Linked DNA regions of Mus musculus: region 2 is linked to region 1. A link is a contact called in public Hi-C data. All regions are on one chromosome and are shown on one strand. The core of a region is the stretch at or near the end of the contact, and the rest is flanking DNA. Distances in the headings are between cores, read along the strand shown.

Evidence for each region. Hi-C and Micro-C count contacts between places; a contact is called where the count stands out from the background.
Region 2: a Hi-C map of bone marrow-derived macrophages shows a contact between it and region 1, with 45 read pairs. The contact joins the enhancer-like site here to the promoter of Dhrs13os in region 1. A contact is called at or near these places in 12 of 39 promoter capture datasets (Sertoli cells, cranial neural crest, embryonic stem cells and 6 more), 1 of 15 datasets of contacts at CTCF or cohesin (CD8 T cells), 3 of 484 Hi-C or Micro-C datasets (bone marrow-derived macrophages, embryonic stem cells and myeloid progenitors), 14 of 115 datasets of contacts at active chromatin or transcription factors (the 230-238 cell line, CD8 T cells, the HPC-7 cell line and 10 more) and 4 of 9 other capture datasets (adipose tissue, embryonic stem cells, liver and 1 more).

Annotation. Positions count from the first base shown.
Region 1 is chr11:78,030,355-78,036,665 of GRCm38.p6, forward strand. It overlaps Dhrs13os (dehydrogenase/reductase (SDR family) member 13, opposite strand), which reads right to left and starts at 2,311. Exons shown (of 2, transcript NR_152257.1): 1 at 1,803-2,311; 2 at 1-1,577. It overlaps Dhrs13 (dehydrogenase/reductase (SDR family) member 13), which reads left to right and starts at 1,959. Exons shown (of 5, transcript NM_183286.2): 1 at 1,959-2,144; 2 at 2,231-2,349; 3 at 3,659-3,782; 4 at 3,921-4,232. The coding sequence starts at 2,018. It overlaps Phf12 (PHD finger protein 12), which reads left to right. Exons shown (of 15, transcript NM_174852.3): 15 at 1-182.
Region 2 is chr11:78,123,835-78,130,145 of GRCm38.p6, forward strand. All of the region lies in intron 1 of Fam222b (family with sequence similarity 222, member B), which reads left to right. Among named protein-coding and RNA genes, the nearest start is that of Fam222b, 32 kb to the left of the region's middle. Within about 2 kb of position 3,002, at least 57 of the 459 cell types and tissues checked have an H3K27ac peak or open chromatin away from gene starts, as enhancers often do. A contact at or near this core is called in the 230-238 cell line, adipose tissue, bone marrow-derived macrophages and 2 more, where this site is marked.

The DNA.
Region 1 (6,311 bases), core at 1,061-3,560:
TTGTAGCAAAGGCGTTTTTGTCGTAAACCTGTTCTGTGTCCTTTTTTGTTCTTACCACTTCTCTTCCTCCTCACCCCAGATACTTCCTCTTCCCCACAACCAATGTACATAGTAATTGTAATGTTTTAGACTTGACAGAAACTTTCCTGTATTCTGTATATAAAAACCAAAAATACTTCAAATTATGTTTTCTGCCTGTCTGTCCTCCCTGTCATGCTTAGAAGGGGAAGTGTCCTGGATCTCACTTTTCACACCCTTTGTACAAGTGTCAGTCTCAGGTAGTCTCCAGGGAAGCTTGGTGGAGAAGGCAGATGTTAGTGAAGGGAGCCTAAGCTCTGAGAGGGAACTGGAAAGGAGTGCTTGCCTTTGGAGGGCTGCTGTTTCCCTAGGGAGCCCTAATACAGTAACATCTCTCTAGACCAATGGTTCTCAACAGTCCTGATGCTGTGACCCTTTTATACAGTCTGTCGTGTGGTGACCACCTACCCTAAAAGTATTTCAGTGCTACATCATAACTTTAATTTTGCTACTGTTGCAAATTATAAATGTCTGACACAGGATATCTGAGATGCAACTCCTGTGAAGGGGTCCTTCGACTCTTGGTAAGGAGGTGACCCAGGTTAAAGACTGCTGCTCTAGCCTGTGCGGCTCTTGGTGTAACTTGAATAACTTCTGCTGTTCTCATCAGGAAATACCCTGCTGTGTTACCCTAATTCTAATTTCCTGGGCATCCTGCTAGCTTCCTGGAGATGGCTTATTCAGGAAGTTCTTCCTGAGAACAGTCCCCTAGAAAAATCTGTGTTCTGGCACTATTCTAACTAGTACCTATTCATATATTCAAGTCTGTTGATAGGGCTAGAAGACGAGCTTTACATCCACAGCGTCTATAGTTGTGCTCCAAGAACACAGTGCAGTATTAAATAGGGAATTCCCTGGTCTCAGAAATCTGACCCTGACTCCCACATATAGTTGTATTCTTGTCCCTGCCACTCTGCTTCCACTTCAGGAAGGACTTCTTAAACCTCCAAAGGCAGAAAGGAACTACCTGTCCTTCACTGTCCTAGGCAAGGTCCTGCTTGGAATGCCCACATCCCTAGCTGTCCCTGCCCAGCTTACCCTCAGTCACTGTTTCCAGAGTAATGGAGTGTCTACCTACCTAGTCTTGCTACCTGTGAACCGTTCTAGAAACAAATTACCGCCTTTTCGAAAGCAGAGGTCATGGAGTAACAACCATGTAATACCCACTGTTTCGGAGTTTGAGGAAGGAGGATCTCAAATTTAAGGCCACCATGGGCCTAGGGAAACCACCTCCAAAATCGACAGGGAAAGGGGTGGGGTCACAAAGTTAGGAAATCACATGGTTGAATCCTGACAACCCTGTCAGTGCCAGCATAAGAAGCCTCATGCCTCTGGCCTGTAACGGGAAATGTCCTAGAAGAGCAGCGGAGGGCTGGATAATGAAAGAATGAGAAAAGAGTCGCTTCATTGAGGAAAAGGCATCCAGGACTCGACTCCAGACACACGAGCCCATTCATGTACACAGGACTCCAGACTGAGAGACTGCTACATACTCACACCTAGAGTAAACAGAGATGTTCATTCAGTCACACGCGTTGGTGGAGACTACAGATGCATGCACAGCCTGGAGGACTCCCGCGATGGGCACAGACACCTACGCAGTGCTCTCACCGCCGGCGCCCGCCCAGAATCCAGAAGCACGCCCAAAGCCTGAGCGGAGATCTCAGGGCCCTAGGCATGCACACACCCACCCGTCCCTCAGGCAGATGTTTCCGGGTACTTACCGAGCACGCGTTCCCGGGAGTTCGCAAGCCTAGAGGGCGCTCCCAGGACTCCAAGGTGTTTCTCCTAGGCACGCCGCCAGGGCACGCAGGCGCACGCCTAGGGGGCGCTCGCAGGGGCCACGCGTGCGCGCACACCCCTGCCCAGCCTGCCGCCGCCCTCGCGAGGCCGAGGCGGGAGCGACGAGGCCCGGGCGGGAATCGGGAGCACTGCCGGCATGGAGATGCTGCTGCTGGGCGCCGGGCTGCTGCTGGGCGCCTACGTGCTTGTCTACTACAACCTGGTGAAGGCCCCGTCGTGCGGCGGCATCGGCAGCCTTCGGGGCCGCACGGTCGTGGTCACTGGTGAGTGCGCGCGAGCGGGCGGCGGGGAGGCCGGGCGGGTGGCCGCGGCCCGACCGGCTGAGCTGGCTCCCACCCGCCGCCCGCAGGCGCCAATAGCGGCATCGGAAAGATGACAGCGCTGGAGCTGGCGCGCCGGGGAGCGCGCGTGGTGCTGGCCTGCCGCAGCCGGGAGCGCGGGGAAGCGGCCGCTTTCGACCTCCGTCAGGTGAGACCATAGGGGAATGCGGGAGGCGGGTGAGCCCGGGACGCGGAGGGCGGAGCAGAGCGACGGAGGAATCAAGATCTGAGAGGAGAGAGCCTCACTATCCCTTAAACAGAGAGGAAGATGCAGGGACTGCTGTGGTCTTTAATCTTGAGAGCTTTAAGAATCAGAGTTAATGAAGTCAGGTGTGGTCCCAGCACCGGGCTGCGAGCTCAAGGCCAGCCTTGGCAAAGGCGACAAAGAAGGAAGGGTTAGGATAATGAAGAGATGCAGAAAGAACAGCAGGTGCAAATGCCCTGAGACTAGAGAGTCTAATTGGAGAGACAGGGGGCGGGAGATGAAGCAAGGAATAAAAGGAATGTCCTGAAGTGGTTCTGAGCCACAGCCAGCTTCTGAAGGCCCTTCCAAATACCATCGAGTTGAAGACAGCTGAGCAGAGAAGACACTTCAGTAGGCTCTGGACCATCCTGATGGCTTTTTCAGATGAATTTCTTAGAACTGTGCGGTGTCTAGACTGCAGAGGACAGGAGTGAGAGGGTCACATACCTTTAATCCTAGCACTTGAGAGGCAGAGACAGGTAGATTTCTGTGAGTTGAAGACCAGCTTGGGCTACATCCTAAGACTCTGTCTCAAAATAAACAAGCAAACAAATAAAATAAATTTTTTTTAAAAAGGTGTGTAAGAGAAGACCACAGTCTCTTAGGAAAAGTTTGTTACAGCAGGACATGCTGGTGCACACCTGTAATTCCAGCCCTGAAGAGGCTGAGGAAGGGAGATCATGAGTTCCAAGGCAGTCTGAGCTACGTAGCAAGATGCTGTCTACAACAGGTGAAAGGCTGTAATTGATTTTTATGGTAAATGATAATAAAAACAAGGGATGTTAATGGCAAATACCTGCACGCTGCTGACTGGGTATTTAATATATATTAACTCTAGCTCAGGCAGGCCTTGAACTGGTGACAAAAGGGTAGCTAGGATAACCAATGTGTGCCACCACACCAGACATACATGTATTTTATCTGATTTAACTCTCCCAGCTTTTTTTTCCAGTAGAAAGTATTATTATTGCTGTTAATATTATTACTATCCTCTCATTTTTCAGTAAGAGAACAGAGGCCCAAAAGATATTCAGTATCACGTCTGAAGTCACACTCTAGTTAGGGGCAAAGTCAAGATTTGAATCCACACACCCATTACACGCTGATGCATAGAGGCAGGTTTTAGTCATAGGTGGGTAGACTCTCAGAAGCCTGGAAAGAGGGAGGAGAAGGGAGATACCCAGTAACAATCCTAGCCCTTGCTGCTCCACAGGAAAGTGGAAACAATGAGGTCATCTTCATGGCCTTGGACTTGGCCAGTCTGGCCTCCGTGCAGGCCTTTGCCACAGCCTTCTTAAGCTCTGAGCCAAGGCTGGACGTCCTCATCCACAATGCAGGTGAGGAGTAGCAGGCCCTGTGGGAGGGCGGCGGGGAGCCTGGAGAGGCAGACCCTCCAGCAGACACATCTCACAAGTGGGGATTCTAAGACCTGTGGGACACCTATGACAGCACCTCATGCCTAGCTTCTGCTCTAGGGATCAGCTCCTGTGGCCGGACTCGGGAAACCTTTAACCTGCTGTTGCGAGTGAACCATGTTGGCCCTTTTCTGCTGACGCACTTGTTGCTACCCCGCCTGAGGTCATGTGCCCCCAGCCGTGTGGTAATAGTGTCATCGGCTGCCCACCGACGTGGTCGTCTCGACTTCACACGTCTGGACTGCCCAGTGGTGGGCTGGCAGCAGGAGCTTCGGGCGTACGCTGACAGCAAACTAGCCAACGTGCTGTTTGCCCGGGAGCTTGCCACCCAGCTTGAGGGCACTGGTGTTACCTGCTATGCGGCCCACCCAGGTGAGGCCTGACTGACGGCTCTTCCTTACTTCTCTAGCATCTTTGTATGTTACTATGTGCCTCCATACCCCCAGTCTCCTATTGAGTCACAGAATGGAAACATGGTCAAAGGGAAACCTGTTCCTTGCTGATCTTGGGAGCAGACTTTCTTCTCATCTGTTTTCTTCCTTGCTCACCTTCACGCTTGGATGCTGACCACTGGCTTGGGGATAAAACAAGATCCTGATGATAATATAGAGGGCTGCGGCTGCAGCTGATAGGTAGAACACATGTCCTAGTATAGGCCAAACCCTGAGCTTCTGCTCTTTGGTTTAGGATGTTTGGTTGGTTGGTTGTTTGGTTGATTTGGTTTTGAGACAGGATCTCACTGTGTAGACTAAGCTGGCCTGGAGTTTGCTTTGTAGGCAAGGCTGGCCTCAAACATCCAAAGACCTGCCTGCTTCTGTCTCCAGAGTGCTGGGATCAAAGGTATGGAACATCATTCCTGGCTTAGTTTAGTGTGTGTGTGTGTGTGTGTGTGTGTGTGTATGTGTATGTGTTAGTTTTCTCTGCATGGCTATATACTGTAGTGGTGGCAGTGCCCACAGACGTAAGATTCTCCTAGCACTGGTGTTACGGATGGTTGTGACCTTCCTTCCATGTGGGTGCTAAGAACCAACCTAGGGGCTGGAGAGATGGCTCAGCGGTTAAGAGCACTGACTGCTCTTCCAGAGGTCCTGAGTTCAGTTCCCAGTAGCCACATGGTGGCTCACAACCATCTGTAATGGGGTCTGATGCCCTCTTCTGGTGTGTTTGAAAATAGCTACAGTGCACTCATATGAATAAAAAAATAAATAAAATCTTTAAAACCAAAAACCCAGGTCCTCTACAAGAGCAGCGAGTACTCTTAACCACTGAGCCATCTGGTTGTTCTAGCTGTTTGTTGGCATTTTATTTTGTTCTGTTTTTTGTTTTAGTTTTGATGGGGGAGGGGGGTGGTTGAGACAGTTTTCTGGAATTCTGGGTAGCTCAGTCAAGCCTCAAATTCACCCCAAACTTCTTGCCTCATATTTAGATTTCCCATATAAGCCACCACACCAAGCTAAGATTGGGTTTGGTCCCCAACACCACTGAAAAGACAAGTCAGGGCGGTGGTGATGATAAGTACGGTGCCATCCAGTCAAGGATCCCTTTCTTTATGGAACCTACTATACAGTAGGCATGATTTATGTGCTGGGACAAAAGTAGTGAGGCCGCCTTGGTCTGTAAGACCCCGTCTCTCTGAGAGAAGACAAAGCAAACACCAAGGACCTCGCCCTCATATCCCATGACAAGTGGCGATAACATCCGGAGAGAGACACTAGGGAAAGATAAACAGGAAAAGAGGGACCTTCTCAGATGTAACGTTTTTATTTTGTCAGTGGCTGTCAAGGAAGACACTTGGTTAGAATTGAACACAGATCTGAAAGAGATAAAGGGATCTTTGAAGCTCAGAACTTGAATAAGGAGCACAGAGGCAGGTGTTGCTAATGTGCTGCAGGAGGCTGGTGTGCCTAGAACGGAGGAGGAGGAGACATGGGCTGGTGAATCATCTTTGTCCTTAGACAATAGGCTACAATAGACAGGGCTCGCCTAGATCATCGTACTAACATCTTAGAAAACCGTTGTTTGGGGCTTCTTTGTAATCGCACTGATAATAATGCTATTAACCTTTATTAAGCTCTTGTTACAATTACAGATCCCCAGTGTTAAAAAAAAAAAACGGTGGCTGATATACTATAGGTTCTTAAAAATGATGGCTAAACAAAGGAATGGGGCTCAAGATAGATGAAAAGCTGGTATGAATTAGGCACTGTGGTACCCCCAGTGGGAAGCTGAGGCAGGTGTATTGCTGCCAGTTCGAGGTTAGACTGAATTTACAGAGGCGTGAGACTCTTTCTCAGAAAGAAAGGAAAGGACCAGGGATGTAGCTCAGTTGATAGAGTACTAGACAGCAGGTACACAGCCCTGGGTTCAAGTCACTAGCACCAAAAGCGGGGACAATAGCGATTAAACAGCAAAGAACATAGAACACACATAAGCACAGCCTAGGAGATGGGA
Region 2 (6,311 bases), core at 1,752-4,251, 94 kb after region 1:
GTAATAGTACATGGAACATCTTCCATAAAGATATGTTCTATAGATTGGCAGAGCTCATGATAAGGGTCTAAGAAAGGATCCAGTGTGGTCTTGCCACACAGTGCAAACAAAGATCACCAGGCTATTAACCACACCCAATCCCAGCCTTTTGTGTAGTAAACAGGCTTTCCTTCTCTCTGTGTTTAACATTGCTTTCCCTAGTGCTGATCTGAGTATAAGGACCTCTGTCTATGCCTGCCACAGTGTCCACATGCTGGAGTTATGATCTGATACCACCATGCCTAGCTCTCTGTGTTGTTTGTTTGTATGTTTGTGGTGGTAGGTTTTGTTTGTTTTTGTTTTTTGTTTTGTTTGGAGTCTTTCTATATAGCCTTGGCTGTCCTGTGTCTTGCTATCTAGAACAGTCTCTGGCTTCCAACTCAGATCAGTCTGCCTCTGTCTCCCAAGTGCTGGGATTAAGAGTATGTTGCCACCACTCTTAAAACTATACCTGGCATCTTCTGTTAACAGCTTTATGTTCACATTTCACGAGGGATTTTGTTCTTCTCTTTTGTATTCCCAGTGGTTTGCCACAGTTCCTGATACATAATGGGTACTTAGTGAATGTGAGTGTCTTTACTAAATGTTTCAGTGTGTTTCGGGCTATTTACCGTCTCTATATTACAGTGTCTAGATCCCTCACTTATAATAATTTGTTTGTTTGCTTTCCGAGACAGGGTTTCTCTGTATAGCCCTGGCTGTCCTGAAACTCACTCTGTAGACCAGGCTGGCCTTGAACTCAGAAATCCGCCTGCCTCTGCCTCCCAAGTGCTGGGATTAAAGGCATGCACCACCACGTCCGGCCTATAATAATTTTTTTTTAACATCTCAAATGCAATTACCCCTTTTCACATCAGATAATCTCCTCTCCCTTTATGGTTTATGGGGGAATTGTGTATGAACGCTCTATAGCTGGGATGGATGTGATATATATATATATATATATATATATATATATATATATATATATATATATACATACACACATACATATATGAATGGATATATATGAATGAGAGAAAAGGGAGATCTATTCAATGTAGCCAACACACTGGGGAAAGGGGCAAAGAGATCCAGTGACCCCCACAAACCCATTATTCTTGTGCCCTGAAGTGAGATTAAAGCTAGAGGACCGGCAGGGAGTAGGCTCCTTCATGATGGAGGTGTGGTGCAGCTCAGCCCCCTCCGCCCCCCATCTTTAGCTCTTAGATCTATAATCTCACCCCTGTAGACAAGGGTTTCTGTGCCTACTGGCCCAGGCTTGAGATTCCTGGGGAAATTCCAATTTCTTAGGGCACATTGCTTTAATAGTCTGATAGGTAGTGTCTGGATATATTCATTTCTTCCAGACTGGTTAAATTTTTCAGCTCTTATTTTAACACCTCTGTTTTGAAGTAGAATATGTCTATTCCTCAAACAAACATAATAATCTGAATGCAAGTAGGAACTAAAGCTAGGGCACACATAATTAATACAAGGTAGCTGTGTAAAAGATCATGGATTTCTGAGTTTGAGGCCAGCGTGGTCTACAGAGTGAGTTCCAGGACAGCCAGGGCTACACAGAGAAACCCTGTTTTCAAAAACCAAACCAAAACAAAACAAAACAAAACAAAAAGATCAGCTCCCCCTGCCCCCTAACCTCTTAGCTTTTAGTTTCTTTTTGAAGAATCAATTTCATCTTGTGGGGTTGAGACAGAGTCTTGCCCTGAGACCTAGGCTGGTCTGAAACTTAGGATCCTCCTGCTTCAGCTTCCCAAGTGTTAGTGTTATAGACAAGAGCTGCCAGGCACAGCATGGCTTCATTTAAACTCAGCAACTCCCCCTCTCCTCTGTTGAACAGTATTCTCTAAAGACATTGCTGATTAACCATCTGGCTGTTTGTATTCCATTTTCCCGTGGTACCAGGATAAGATCTGTCCCAGTGGGTCTCAGTTTCATTCTGTCTTTCCTGTGGGCAGTGTCCTAGCATCTCAAAAACAAAACAAAACTTGTTCAAGCTCCCTTTTCAGAAGCTGTACTGGTAATAAATTTTAGAAGCCTTATATAGCACAAGAGGCGTGTCTGACTTCCTCTGCGAGCTCACTGTTGATTACGTAGTTAATGGACGAGGAGAAAGAACAACCAAATTTTATATGTATTTTGGGAATCGGTTTCTAATTTTAACTTGGGAATATTTTTTATTTTATTGTTAAACAAAGGTCAAGTACTTAAAAAATTGGCCAGCCATAGTAGCACATGGGGGGTGGGGGTGGGGCAGAAGCATGCAGATCTCTGGGTTCCAGGACACCCTGTCTCGAAAAAGCCTCCAAAAAGTTAAAAAAAAAATTTAAAATCCTATTTTTATAACAGTAACAAATGAAGTTCTTTTTGTTCATGAAAATATCTTTTATTCGGTAACAATTTTTACATGTGAACAACGTATTTTAACCATGTCCACCCCAGATATCCCCCAACAGGTCCCCCTTCTCACTTCATGTTTTTTTCTTCTTTAAAGGCCCCTGAGTCTAGTCAGTGCTGCCTGTTGGGATGCTTTCTGGTCTTGTTGGCTTGATCGTGGGCAGGTCAGCAGCGACCTGCAGTGAGTTCATGAGTACAGGGAACATGGCGTGTATTCACACCAACACCTCCCACCCCTGCCTCTCACATCTATATTACACCCTCTTCTGTGATGATCCTTAAGCCTTGGGGGCGTGGGGGTGGGGTGGCAGGCTTGATACAGATGTGCTGTTTGGGCCTGAGACCCAATACACACTTATTCTAAGCATTTTGACTCTTTATGAGTTCCTCCTTACCTGCTGCCCACTGCAAAGGATCCTTTCCTGACTGAGGTTGGAGGCATATGTATGTAAACATGAGGAATTTAGAAGGCAGTTTGACATGTCTGTTTAGCAAGACGTTATTAGTGGGTTACAACTTCCCCAGGCATGAGCTTGGGAACAGGGTTGCAAATGTCTTTCTCCTTCCTGTGGGGCAAGCCCCAGATCCGGTCTGAGAGCATTGGCTCCATAACCTTCATGTACAGTGTGCAGATCTTGCTTGACTGGTTGGTGCTGTAGAAGATATGGTCACCATCGATCCCTTGGGGTCATATCATGCAAAGCACCTACCTGTGCTGTGGAAACCGTAGCCAGCAAGGAGGAAGTTTCCAAGTCAGTTGCAGCTTGTTTTTCCTGTGTTGTAACCAAAATGTGTTGTGGCAGCACCACAGTCTTGCTACCTAGTGCTGATGCACTAAAGAGCAACAGTAGCCTGGGTCTCAGGCCTCCTTGCACAGTAACTCATGGGAGGTATTTGACACTTAGCACTAAGATTTTTCATTATTATTTTTTGACTTTAAAATGCCTTTTAAAATTAGATTTACTTATTCCCTTTATAGCCCAAAATCAGCCCTTCCTCTCTTCCTAGGACCCCCTCATTCTCTTTTGAGAAGGTGAGACCCCCTCTGGGTATCAGTCCCCCCCAACCCCCATTTATATTCTTTTCTTTTCTTTTCTTTCTTTTTTTTAAAGATTTATTTATTATATGGAAGTACACTGTAGCTGTCTTCAGACACTCCAGAAGAGGGCATCAGATCTCATTACGGATGGTTGTGAGCCACCATGTGGTTGCTGAAATTTGAACTCAGGACCTTCGGAAGAGCAGTCAGTGCTCTTACCCACTGAGCCGTCTCTCCAGCCCCCTATTTTCTTTTCTTATGACAGGGTTTCTCTGTGTAGCCCTGGTTGTCCTGGCATTTTCTCTGTAGACCAGGGTGGCCTCAAATGCAGAGTTTACCAAGGGAAAAAGTAATGCTGAGCACGTTGGAACAAGTCTGTAATCCCACTACTCAAAAGATAAACCTAGCAGGTTGCCTTGACTTTGAGGCCAGCCTAGACCTCGAAACAAGATCCATTCTCAGTGAACAGCAATAAAACACGGCCAGGTGGAGGATGTGCAGGGAGGGAGGGCTCAGTGAGTAAAGGGCACTGCGGCCAAGTCTGATGATTTTGGTTCTGTGCTGGGGCCCACATGGTGGGAAGGAAAAACTATTTCCTGAGTTATTTTCTGGCTCTGGTGTGCATGTGTATATACACACACATTTTTCTCTTTGTAACCAAAATGTGTTTTGTCAGCAATATATGAAAAGTTAGGAAAAAAAAAAAAAAGGAGAGGTAGCATTAAGGGCCAGTTGTGGTGACACACGCCTTTAACCCCAGTGCTCAGGAGGCAAAGGTAGGTGGATCTCTTGAGTTAGAGGCCACGGCCAGCCTGGTCTACAGAGCAAATTCTAGGACAGCCAGAGCAACAGAGAGACCCTGTCTTAAACAAAAAAGTTTGACTTTTTAAAACGGGTCTGTCCCTGCGTGGGTCAGCCAGTGGTGATGTGTCATACCTGCTATCCCACGTGCAGAAGTGGAGAGACAGTGGGATCACTGCAGGTCCAAGGCCAGCATGGACTGTAGACAGTACATTTGATGCCAGCAGGGATATTTGTAAAACTATTCTAAAAAGAAAGAGGGAATCATGCCTTTAATCTTAACACTCAGGAGGCAAAGGCAGGCAGATCACTGATTCAAGGCCAGCCTGCTCTACAGAGCAAGTTCCAGGACAGCCAGGGTTACACAGAGAAACCGTGTCTCAAAAAAACAAAACAAAGGATGCAGAGTATTTGTCTAACAAGTAGGAAACTCTGGGTTCAAATCCTAGCAACACCAAAAACAAACAGAAACCTGTTTATTTATAAGGGACTGGAGAGAGATGCTTCAGCATTGGGCAGTTAGAAGTACTGTCTGCTATTCCATTGGTCCCGAGTTCAGTTCCCACCATTCACATGGCTCACGGCCATCAGTAACTCCAGTTCCAGGGGCTCCAATGCCCTCTTCTGACTTCCAAAGACACCAGCCACTCATGTGGTGCACAGACATAAATAAAGGTAAAATACCCATAGACATAAAGTAAATTTATTAAGACAAGAAGGAAGTCTGACATAACTGCTGAGCGAAGAGCACAGGGCACAGTAGCATAGAGGTAAGTGAGTCAGGCCACGGGAATCTGCCATCCAGAATCGCTTCATACCTGATTTAATTTTGTTAACAAACCAGATAACGAATGCTGTTTTTCCTATCTAGTGGGTAAAGGCGCTTGCCACTATGCTTGGTGTCCTGTGTTTGATTCTGGGTACCTCTGTGGTAGAAGGAAAAAAACCCAAGTTGTCCCCTGACCTGCTGTATGCATACTGTGACACGTGTACACTCACAAATAAATAACTAAAATGTAGTACAAATAGTAATGAGTTCATGTTGGATTCCCTTTTAAATTTATTTATTGTGTGTGTGAGCTTGCAGAAGTGTATGTGCACGCAGGAGCCCAAGTTGACAAGAAGAGGACATTAGTCCCTTGGAACTGGAGAGGTGGCTGTGAGCTGCTGGGAATTGAACCCAGGTCCTCTGCAAGAGCAATAAGGACTTTTAACTGCTGAACCATCTCTCCAGATCCCTGGCATAATTTCATGCTGGTGCCGTACAGTTCGCACAGTCCAGAGCTTTAGAGTGTGGAGGTAGAGCACGGAGCTCTTGCTTAGGTTGTCCAGAGGAGATGTTGACAGTTCTTAGCAGTCCTCGGCTTTAATGACGCTGTTGTTAGATCTGTAGCAGAACCACTGGTTACTGATTTTCCTCCTGGCTCAACATGCTGGGCATTAGCTGGAATTCCTGAGTGATTGCAGTGGGGGAACCGTGAGAGCAATTTCGTGTTTGTCCACAAATTATCATTAGTAGTTTCATTTGCTATCAGATAGAAGGAGCAGGAGAAATGGGCTTTTTGCCAATTGCAGCTTCCCTCCGATTAGGGCGTTAGTTCAATTATGTCCAATTAGCTTTTATTGCAGATAGCAGTGATAATTACTCTCGAGTCAGTTTCGACTGCAGTTATCCCAAGGCTGAAGTATGAACTTGATGGATTTTAATGACCACCATGGCACAGTTCACTCCCTGCCTGCAGTAACTGCTTTTTCCAGACCTCTTTTAGACAAGAGGTCAGAATGTTATAGAAGTCTGTCTCACAATTAAAACATATTGTCCTTCTTTTGAAGAGCTGTATAGGATCATATTTTAGAAGAATCTATTAGGAACAGCCTTAATGTTTTTTTATATCCTGAGATCATACCTTTGAGTTTACTCCTGCTTATCATAGGAGACTAGACCAAGATAAAACCAAATGTCACTCTCTGCACTGTGTGCTAATTGTCAGACAATAGTAATTTGCAAGAACAGGTTGGTCTCTGGTTGTATTTT